2 separate regions of the Zea mays genome follow, and region 2 is linked to region 1. Evidence: chromatin contacts called from public Hi-C data. All regions are on one chromosome and are shown on one strand. Each heading gives the region's core, a stretch centred on a gene start, on an enhancer-like site or on the middle of the called end of the contact. The rest is flanking DNA. Distances are from core to core; before and after follow the strand shown.

Region 1 (5,026 bases), core at 413-2,912:
GCCTGATAAATCATCCACATCTTTTGCTTCCGAACATCAAATATGGGGAATTTTCTGAGAAGATTCTCTACCCGTTAACAATGCATAGAGCACTTGACAATATGAGCTTGATTTGAATTCTCCACAAGCAGTGATGAGTTCTGATGACTCTTATATACAGTGATAGCAACCAATACCCCGCAAGACAAAATTTTGAAGTGGCTCATAACGAAGATTCAAAAAAGCAAACAAAAAAAATCTGTCATTAGTTACATCATCAGTACCTTTGGGTGACCCCTGGACCATCATTGGCCGCTCCGTACCCCGAATCAGGCCAATCTGGGTACAGAAGTTGCATGTCAAGTGATTGTCATAAATCATAAACAAATAACAAGTCATTCGTCACAAGTTATTTGTCGCCAGACATAAAACTAAAGAACAGCCATTTTATATAGAAGCAGAGAACATATAGCTACTTAAGTTGAGAAGGTTCATGTGATCAACATTGTACTGTAAGGTCACAGCAAGAACAAACGAACTACTCCCTCTGGTCCGTTTTCTAATGCACGAATAGATGGATTGCACATACCAAAGAGGAAATTAATCCAGCCCTTTGATGCCATGCCAAGGTGCCCGTATTAATTGGATTTGGTTCCATACTATGCATGCGGTTCCAGTGATGCTTCACAAAAAGTAATATACAGCTAGCTGGCGCCTTCCTATCCGTCAAGGACTCAAGGCCACATGTAACGCTTGCTTCAAAACTGGTATGTGTGTTAAATCACCAGTGCTAGTTGCTTGGACTCCTGTGCACCGACATCTTGGAATAACCACATGTCTTTACCAGACTTCAGGAAAAACACAAGAATGCTGGAGAGACTAGGGAGTAACAACTAGTACACGAAGATCTCCATCTTTTTCAATTTTAAATTTATATTCACATTTGTTACTTTAGATCTTCTATTACCAAGATTATTAATATATTCCTACAACTGAACTTTGCATGAGAAGAGTCCTCACCTGGAGCACGGTTCAGATATCTGCCCTGGTTCCTGTCATCTTCATACCCACCTCTGCCGCCACCTCGCTCATGGTCATAACCTCGCCTGAACAACCACACGGTAAGCACACATACCACCTGCAAAAACTTTCCGTGCACAGAAACCCCGACGGACGATTGAGCCAAAGCCCCTCACCTCCTATCATCGTACCCGTAACGCGGCGGGCTCCCGCGGCCCCCGCGGCGGTCGTACCCGTCGTCCCTCCGCGACCGCTTGAATGGCGGCGACGGGGATCTCCTGGACGGCGAGTGGCGGCGGCTGCCCCGGTACGGCGGCGGGCTGGGGCTGCTCCCGCCCCGCCCTCCGCCGCTGCGGTGGTCCCGATACCTTTGGGGCCGGGACGAACCCAGCGGAGGCGGCGGCGGCGGCGGCGGAGAGCGACTCCGCTTCCGGCTCGCCGCCGGGGGGCCCCCGGGTGGAGGCGGGGGCAGCTGCGGCGAGCGGTCCTCCGGGCTATCCGGGGGAGGTGGCGGCGGACGGCGCGCGCGCGGCGCGTCGGAGGCCGGGTCAAGCACATCGGCCATTCGCGCGGTGGGGCTAGGGTTTGAGCGAGTAATTGGGGACGGAAGCCGGCGGGGACTGATACACGAGATAGTAGATGACGGAAGCATCATGAAATCTGGTGTTAGGAACGGCAGAGATTGACCGATGTATACGTGTACAGTTTAAGAACAATCACGATTTTAGGACAACTTCCCTAATACCGTTGGATGTATATATTAGACCACAGAATTATGAATTGGAATCAACTTTCCAAGATTATGGGGGTGTTTGGTTAGAGGGACTAAAGATTAGTCTCTAGTTTTTAGTCTCATTTAGTCCTTTTTTTTGCCAAACACTAGGACTAAAATATGGACTAAAATGATTTAGTCTTTAGTCCTTCACATAGGTGCTAAAGGAGACTAAAAGCCCACGTGAGTGTATTCCAAGAGCATTTAAGTCTTTGGACAATGTATTTAATGACTTTAGAACCTATTTAGTCCCTAAAACCAAACAAGTAGGGACTAAAGTTTAGTCCTAAGACTAAAGTTTAGTCCTAAGACTAAATGAAACCAAACATGGCCTATGTTGTTTGTTTGCACATGAAAATAAGATTTGGAATCAGATACTCAATTCTTGTCTTTTCAAATACAGAGCATCACCCCTATGTATTGAGTGGAATTGGACCACACAATTCTAAACTCCAATTCGGTGGCATCCAAACAATTGAATTGAAATTTGGTGACATCCAATTCGCTGCGTGGAATTGTGTTGTCATCTGTTGGGAGCCTTCGTCTTCCGAAGGTTCTCAAAAACATGATTTAACAATGTTTTCCAAGTGTGACATATGAACAGGTACCTTCGGACTCGGATTAAAATCATACGCTATGTGAAAAGCATGATTGAGACGAAGGATGATGCTGCTCCGAAGCTACATGTAAAGAAACTTCGACTAAATGGCGGAAAGATGAACCGACCTAAAGGGGAAAAGGTTATTCAGTCCTGTTGGTTTATCCATAAGTCAATAGTAAATATAAAAGGCATGATGTAAATTTACACAGGCTGCGTCATGTGCCTATAAATAGATGAACAGTACCCCTGTACTGTTCATGCTGACTGGTACTCGCTTGTGCGTCACGCTTGTACTTTTTACCTTATGTCAAGTCGAAGGTACATATGTAACTCAATATTGTCTTTATTTTTCCATGTTAATATAATGAGGATGAAGTGATAATGTTATATGATCGTTCATGTTGTCTCTTATATCTCATACACTTCTTCTCTTGTTAACATATACTACGATGATGAAGGTATGTCCTTCATGACCTTCGTCTGAAGATCATTATATCCTAAGGGAGATAATGCTTCGAAGGACGAAGGGCATTAACATTTAACATTCTATGTTGTCTTGTTCTTAATTCATAGTATTTGAGAACAAGTCCCCAACATTGGCGCCCACCTCTGGTGAACTCATTCGACCACCTTCGGCAAGCCCTGACCTTCGTCATGCCGCCGAAGAAAGCTTCAGCGTCAGGGGCTGCTGCGCTGCAGCCTCTGGACCCAAACCAGGAAACTCTTTCTCTCCGATAGGCTCGAAGCTAGAAGAGGAAGGCCACCAGTCCAACACTCCAGGAGGAGGAGTTGGACCAAGAGATCAGGGATATGGAAATCATTCATCAACAAGTGCAAAGGAAGAAGGAGAAGATGGCTCGGCTGGCCGATCTTCAAAGGAAGATTGACGAAGCTACTGAAGAAGTGTGTCATCTTGCTCAAGATGAACAAGATCGAAGGCCCCAACACAGGGAGCTTCGTCAGGAAGGCTTATTCAACGAAGATAGATGGTATGATGATTTTAATCATGATACCTTTACTTTTGATGATGCTTCTCCCTTGACAGCAGAACTGCAGGCTATTCTATGGCCACAATCTTACAAGCCATCTCAGCTACCAATGTACGATGGGCACTCAGACCCAAAACAATTTCTGATGAGCTATGAGGCAACAATATCCTCATACAGAGGTAATGCAGCTGTCATGGCTAAGTCCTTCGTCATGGCAGTCCGGAATGTGGCCCAGACATGGTATTATTCCCTTCAGCCAGGGACAATCACGTCGTGGCAGAAGCTCAAGGACATGCTGGTGACCAGTTTCCAAGGCTTTCAGACGAAGCCAGTCATAGCTCAGGCCTTGTTCCAGTGCACGCAAGATCATGAGGAATACCTCCAGGCGTATGTCCGAAGGTTCTTGCGACTAAGGGCACAAGCACCCACAGTGCCCAATGAAATTGTCATTAAGGCCATGATTAAGCGTCTTCGGCCAGGACCCACGGCTCAGTACTTCGCCAGGAAGCCCCCACAAACTCTGGAGAAGCTGCTTCAGAAGATTGATGAATACATTCGGGCCGACAACGACTTCCGCCAAAGAAGGGAGTGTTGGGGGCCTTCGGCTTCCGAAGGTCCTCAAAAACAAGATTTAACAGTGTTTCTGGAGTATAATGTGTGAACAGGTATCTTCGGACTCGAGTCGATATCATAGTAGGAGAAGCCCAAACAATACGAAGGTTGATATAGCGCCGAAGATGTGAGCAGGAAAGCTTCGGCGTGGTAGCAGAAAAGGAAACCGACTTAAAGATGAAAAGGCTATTCAGACCTCGGTGGATTACTATAGAATTACTACCAAATGTAAAGGGCATGGATGTAAAATTTTATATGGGCTGTGTTCCGTGCCTATAAATAGGTGAACAGTACCCCCGTACTGTTCACGCTGACTTGGCATTTGCTTTTGCGTCACACTTGTATTTTCGCCTTCTTTCAAGCCGAAGGTACATTTGTAATGTGATATTATTTCTACTTTTCTATAATAATAATAATACAGAAATGAGTTGATAATAATACATAATAGTTTATGCTATCTTTTGTGTCTCATATGATTCCTTCTTCATTATTATATGTTGAACTTATGAAGGTATGTCCTTCATAACCTTCGTCTAAGAATCATTATGTCCTAAGGGAAATAATGCTTCGAAGGACGAAGGGCTTTAACGTTTAACATTTCTCGTGTTGCCTTGTTCTTAATTCATAGCATTTGAGAACAAGTCCCCAACATCGGCGCCCACCTCCGGTGAACTCACTTCCACTCTTTGAGTTTTGAACACCTTCGGCGATCATAAACCTTCGCTATGGCTCCGAAGAAAGCTTCAGCAACTGGGGCTGCAGCTTTGCAACCGCTAGACCCCAACCAGGAGACTCTCTCCCTTCGGGAGGCCCGAAGCCAGAAGAGGAAGGCTCTCAGCCCGGCCCCGCCAGAGGATGAGCTAGACCAAGAAATCAGAGACATGGAGATGCTTCATCAACAGGTGCAGAGGAAGAAGGAAAAGATGGCCAGGCTAGCTGAACTGCAAAGGCAGATAGACGAAGCCTCTGAAGAAGTTCGTCATCTTACCCAGGATGAGCAGAACCGAAGGCCTCAGAATAAAGACCTTCATTAGGAGGGTTTCCTCAACGAAG
Region 2 (5,555 bases), core at 2,296-4,795, 440 kb after region 1:
GAATAAAATAGAGGGACTAAAAATTAGTCCTTATAAACCAAACACCCTCTAGCCGCCATTTGTGCAACTGAAATAAATGAGGGACAAAAAGTGGAATTAGTATGGTTTAGTCCCTTTTAGTCACCCCTTGAGGGACTAGGGACTAAAATATTTATTCCCTGTTTTAGTCCCACCATTTGGTAATTTAGTGACTAAATGGGATTAAAATGGAGAGACTATTCTTTAGTTCCTCAAACAAAACGGAGCCTTAACAAACCGAGTTGAGATGCTTCTTTAGCTTGGACAAAATTAAAATGATCCGAGCTAACCACGAGCTGAGCGAACTAACGAGCCAAGAATACTTGTGGCACGACAAAGAGAGTTGTGGCGGCACGACACAGAGAGCTGTTCCGAAGACCCACTCTACCGATTATAGATGTACGTCGGTGCTTAGGATGAAGAAGACTACAACAGCGGCGCAACAGTAAGCAGAGGCAAAACCTAACTCGTGTATTGGATACCTTTAATAACAGTTGTTAGGTGCAATATATAGAGTCGCCTCCATGCCTCACGAACCAATAATAACTCGCGTCACGATCTGTTCGTGATACAATAAGGACTTATGTCACCATATGATCGTGATCAGATAAGGACTCTAAACTTAAGGACTCATGTTCCGATATGGTTGATAAGAACTCTAAACTTAAGGACCCACGTCACAATTTGGTTGTGATCAGATAAGAACTCTAACTTAAGGACTCATATCACAATCTGGTCGATAAGGACTCTAATCTTAAGGACTCATGTCATGATGTGACCATGATCAGATAAGGACTCTAAACTTAACAGTCAAGCAAGTAAAAAATAGAAAAATAGAAAAAAGTCATGCCCAACAAGGTGAGGGACCAGATTTTAGCTAACCATTCGCGTGCACGTAGCGCGCCCGCGCCCTTCGCCCCACCTAGGCCAGACGAGCGTGCGAGTGTGGTACTTCGTCCACTCTCGCCTCATCCATGACTTTGCGGGAGAGAAAGACCTCCATATATAAATTAGTCTCGCTCCACTTAAACTAGCAATGTGATACTATTAGCTCCACCATCCTATTGCCATACATGTAGAGAGGAGCAAGTTAGATCTGTTTGTTTTGGCTTTTAGATGTTAGAATTGGCTTCTTGTAACAAAAGTTTTGCCGCTTTCCAGCAGATCATGCACATGGTCGTGCAAAACAGTGTTTTGCGCTCTGGACTACATTGTTCAAAGAGTGAAATTTAAAATAAGAGATAAGATGTGAGATAGGAGGGGTAAGCTAACAGAGACAACATGTGAGAATTGTTTCTATGAAACCCACACAAATCAACGTGAATTCAAAATCCGCCGAGTTGTCGTGATAGGAATATGTCACTTTCTAAACCCAAAATTGTACATACAACTTTATCTTTCTTCGCACATAAATCTTATGATGTCCAAATTTCCGTGATAGCTAGATTATAAAAAAATTAGATTATCAGGAACTCTTAAAAAACTGTCCAAATAAGCTCTTTGTCGCCTCGCCAGCGGCGGCTGCGGGGCTACCGAGTGGGGCCGTGGAGGTAGTTCGGGCTTGGTCGATGCCGTTATGGGCATGCAGATGGACTTTCCGTGGCAGCAAGAGCAGGAATGGGGAGTGCAACCGGGCCCAGGATCGGATGGCCCACTACGAGGGAGGAAATCGTCGCCACGAAAGCCACAACGACTTTTTTTTTGAAAGTTAATATAAAACAAGTGAATACTTTGTTTTGTTGACAAATGCTAGCTCGTTCGAGTTAATAGGCTGGCCTAAATTTAAATTGAGTTGGTTTATTAACAAACCTAACTAAAATGCTACTTTAGCTTGTGACAAAATTAAAATTATTGAGCCGCCCTAGGACGGCACGGCACGGGGAGCTGTGGCCTGTGGCGGCTACGGGACTACGGAGTGGGGCTAGTTTGGGCCTGGTCGATGCCGTGATGAGCCTCCGGATGGGCTTTCCACGGCAGCTAGCTGTAGCAGCAGCAAGGAAGGGAAGTACAACCGGGCCCAAGACCAGACGGCCTGTCACGAGAGTAGTTAGTAATAAATCGCCGTCACAAAATCCACCACACCACGATTTCTATTCAATCTTTTTGTTTCTTTTTTGGTTGGTTTGCGTTGTAGGAAGATTCACCACTCCATCTTTGCCTTGTCCTTCCCGTGGACTGGAGCCTGGAGTGGAGTCGGAGATAGAGATGGCAATGGGTACCCGCTACCCGAAACCTGGTGAGTTTTTACTCTATTAGGGTATAAGTTTGGGTTAATTTCTGTACCCATAGATTTGTTAATGGGTTCAAATGAAAACCCAACTGGTACGTGGGCATGAGTTTGTTCTTCCACTACTCATACCCGCAAACCCATGGGTTTTTAAAACCCGCCTTAAAATCATCATTCCTTATAAATATGTCTCATAATATTATTAATTGAATATGTTCTAATTGAAATAAACTTAATGTAACAAATATTAAGCTAAAATTAGTTATCACTTGTTCCTTTTATCCTAGCTTATTAATGTATTGATTGTTATTTACATGATAAATTATTTTTTATGTTGATGTTAGTGGGTATGGGAAATCCGTTAGGTACCCAAAACCCGCATGGGTATGAGTTTGGGCAAAATTTTATATCCGTCATAGGTATGAATTTTTTAGCGGGCATATTTTTTCTTCACGGGTATGGATTTGTGCAAGTAATACCGAGCGGATTTTTACATGTTGCCATCTCTAGTCGGAGACGAGCACACGCAGCAGGTGATGGTGTGTAGTGCGCCCGTGACAGTAGCAGACGACCACTCTACCAGGCACCAGCAGCACGACGGTAGCTACTAACGAGGGGCGAGGGGCACTGTCAGAAGTCTCTCTCGGGCCTCGACCTCTTCTTTTCGTCCTCCCCTGGTCTCTGCGCGGGTCACACGTGAGTTGGACCAGTAGGGGGGGGGGGGGGGGGGGGGGCGCGGCGGTCACGCCTGACGCGCGCTAGGAGTAGTTCTAGCTGGATCGAGCTCTGCTCACGCACTCACACGTGTACCTCGGAGCAGCCATAGCTCGCAACGTGCCAAAGGCGAGAGCTCCCGATCACCACACCGCACAGCGGCACAGGTGAGAGGAAATGCGAAGCAAAGCGATGGGACGGGGAACTCCGGGAGCTGGTAGGGAGGGAGGGTTTGTGCGGGGCCCACCGGAATGGTGACGAGTGCGTTGCGGGTGGGGAAATGGGACAGTGACATCACCTCGTCGTCTCTTCCTCTGGGCGCCGGCTGGCCCGCCGGCCGCCGCACCTCCTGTTCTTGTTCGCTCCACCTCCGCCAAAAAAGAAAAAGAAAAAGGCCAAACGTGGGTCCTCCTCCCTCCCTTCGCTAAAACCTCATTCGTCATCTTGGGCGAATCCAAGCGCTAGGTCTCGCTTGCTTGCTCCCTCCCGGTCCCTGATCGAGTCGGAGACGGCTCTCTGCTTCCTCCGCCCGATGCTCGGTTCACTTCACTCCAACCAAGTCGAACCACGCCTCCGCTGTCCGCCCGTCCACGCTGCCTCTCTCTGCCTGCCCTCCTCTCCTTCCTCCACTCCTTGCCGAAACTGCCACGAGCACCTCCTGAGCCCAAGCTCGTTTACTTTCCAAGTTTGGTGCGGTGCTCGCAGCTCGCTGGTGCTGCTGACGCGGCCGCCGCCTTGATTAGCGACAAGCCACACCCGCTGTTCCTGGCTTCCTGCTCGGGCCGGCCGCTTTGATTATTCGTCTCTTTTTCTTTCTCGGCGATCGCCTTTTTCCCGAGATTGCATTTTTTTTATTTTGTCGGCGGTACGGCACTTTGGCTCCTTCCGCGAGGCCGCCGGCCGTGCAGATGCAGCAGCAGCAGCAGAAGCTGGTGGTGGCGTCGTGAACAAGAAATTCCTCCGGTTCCACGCGGTCCCCTCCCCTCGCTTTGGCCCCATTTATTTTCTTCCTTTTCCGCTGGTTTTCTGGTGGGGGGCGGGGGGTTTTGCGCTGGTTGTTCCGGTTGGGTTTAGGACGCCAACCAGCTGGTTTTCCCCACCCCGCTTGCGCTTCCATCCGTGAGCTCATCCGCCCAGCTGGAAAACAAGAATCCTCATGAGTTCTAGAAGGGAAGTCGCGATCTCTGGGTGAGGTGTCCGTTTCCTCCCGTTGCTGGATCCGCTGACTGACCGATCGGCAGAGCCGCCATGGCGTCGTCGTGCATCCCGGCCGGCGGCATCCGGCTGCCGGACCTGGAGATGGTCAAGGCCGCGCCGCCGGCGCACTCCGCGGCGTCCTCCACGCTCTCGGAGGCGTCCAGCGCGTCCGCAGTCTCCTCGTCGGCCACCTCGTCATCGGTGGCGTCGCTGTCGCTCAAGCGCCCGCGCACGCCGCGGAAGCGGTCCAGCCAGACGTACAACGAGGCGGCGGCACTGCTCGCGTCCATGTACCCCTCCGTCTTCCCCGTCGCCAGGGGCGGCGCCGCGCCGCGCCGCCTCCTCGGCCTCGCCTCCGCGCTCGCCGACGACTCGTCCTGCTCCGACCTCCTCCCGCCGTTCCCAGTCCCCGGCGGCCACGCCGCCTTCCTCCTCCGCGACCTGACGCCGCGGATCCCCGCCGCCGAAAGCTGCCCGTCGCCCGCTGCCGTCAGCAGCGTCTTCAGCGAGTTCCGCGACCCGGCGCCGTCTCCTGCGACCCCTGACGACGCTGCGGCGGCGCCTGACGAGCGCAGGGATCTTGGCTTCGACGATGACGACGGTTTCGACGCCGATTCTATTCTGTGCGGCGTCGACCAGAGCGCGGCCGAGGGCATCGATGGCATCATGGGTAAGCTCTCTATGGAAAACAACGGGGCGTCCGTATCAGGCTCAAGCGTTGACTCCAACATGCCCGGATCCAAGATGCACCCCTACCTCAGGAACCTTATGGTGCTCGGGCTCAGCTTCCGGCAGGATCAGAATATCATCATCAATCAAGCGCTGAAGCGGCATAGTGTCGATCCTGAATGGTGGATGTGCCCTGCCATACCTGTGAAAGACATTACCCCGGCACCACCGCCTTCAGTGGCAATGGCCAAGGTGACAGACAAGAAGAAGACTAAGAAGAAGTCACTGGGGACAATATACGAGGAGGGGAGTCCTGAGCCTGCCAATGGCGATGACGATGGAGCTTTGGCACTGCCAGAGACAGGATTGGGGCTTAGCTTGAATACTGACGGGGTGCTCAAGGCGTGGTGTGGCAGAGGCTCTGCGTTTGCTGATGGCAATGGGCCTGACTTGCCATTGTCCCCTGCTCATGTGGTAGTAAGTATTTCCAGCTTATCTAAAGATATAAAAGATCTTACATTTCCAGTTAAAAATTAAAGATGGCTAGAGCTCTTAGAACCCTGAGTTATACCTGCCATTAGTTCATATCGTCTGGTAAGTAGAATCTGTTTCACTTCAGTAAAAGTACAGATCGTCTGTTGTTTTATATCAGCAGTGATCAGAAAATCTTGGCATGCATTACTTTGTTTCAGTCCCTTCGCATTTCTTGTCAATGGCAGATTTCTCCCAG

The links. A called contact is a pair of places that touch in the nucleus more often than the background predicts.
Region 2: a contact with region 1 is called in a Hi-C map of bundle sheath, with 2.7 times the contacts expected there. The contact joins the promoter of LOC100501277 here to the promoter of LOC100279372 in region 1. A contact is called at or near these places in 3 of 25 Hi-C or Micro-C datasets (bundle sheath, ear and tassel).

The regions. Positions count from the first base shown.
Region 1 is chr5:57,616,391-57,621,416 of Zm-B73-REFERENCE-NAM-5.0, forward strand. LOC100279372 (putative SERRATE-related C2H2 zinc-finger family protein) reads right to left here and starts at 1,663. Exons shown (of 12, transcript NM_001152388.1): 1 at 1,176-1,663; 2 at 1,000-1,085; 3 at 264-318. The coding sequence starts at 1,654.
Region 2 is chr5:58,054,668-58,060,222 of Zm-B73-REFERENCE-NAM-5.0, forward strand. LOC100501277 reads left to right here and starts at 3,546. Exons shown (of 3, transcript NM_001366923.2): 1 at 3,546-5,302. The coding sequence starts at 4,208.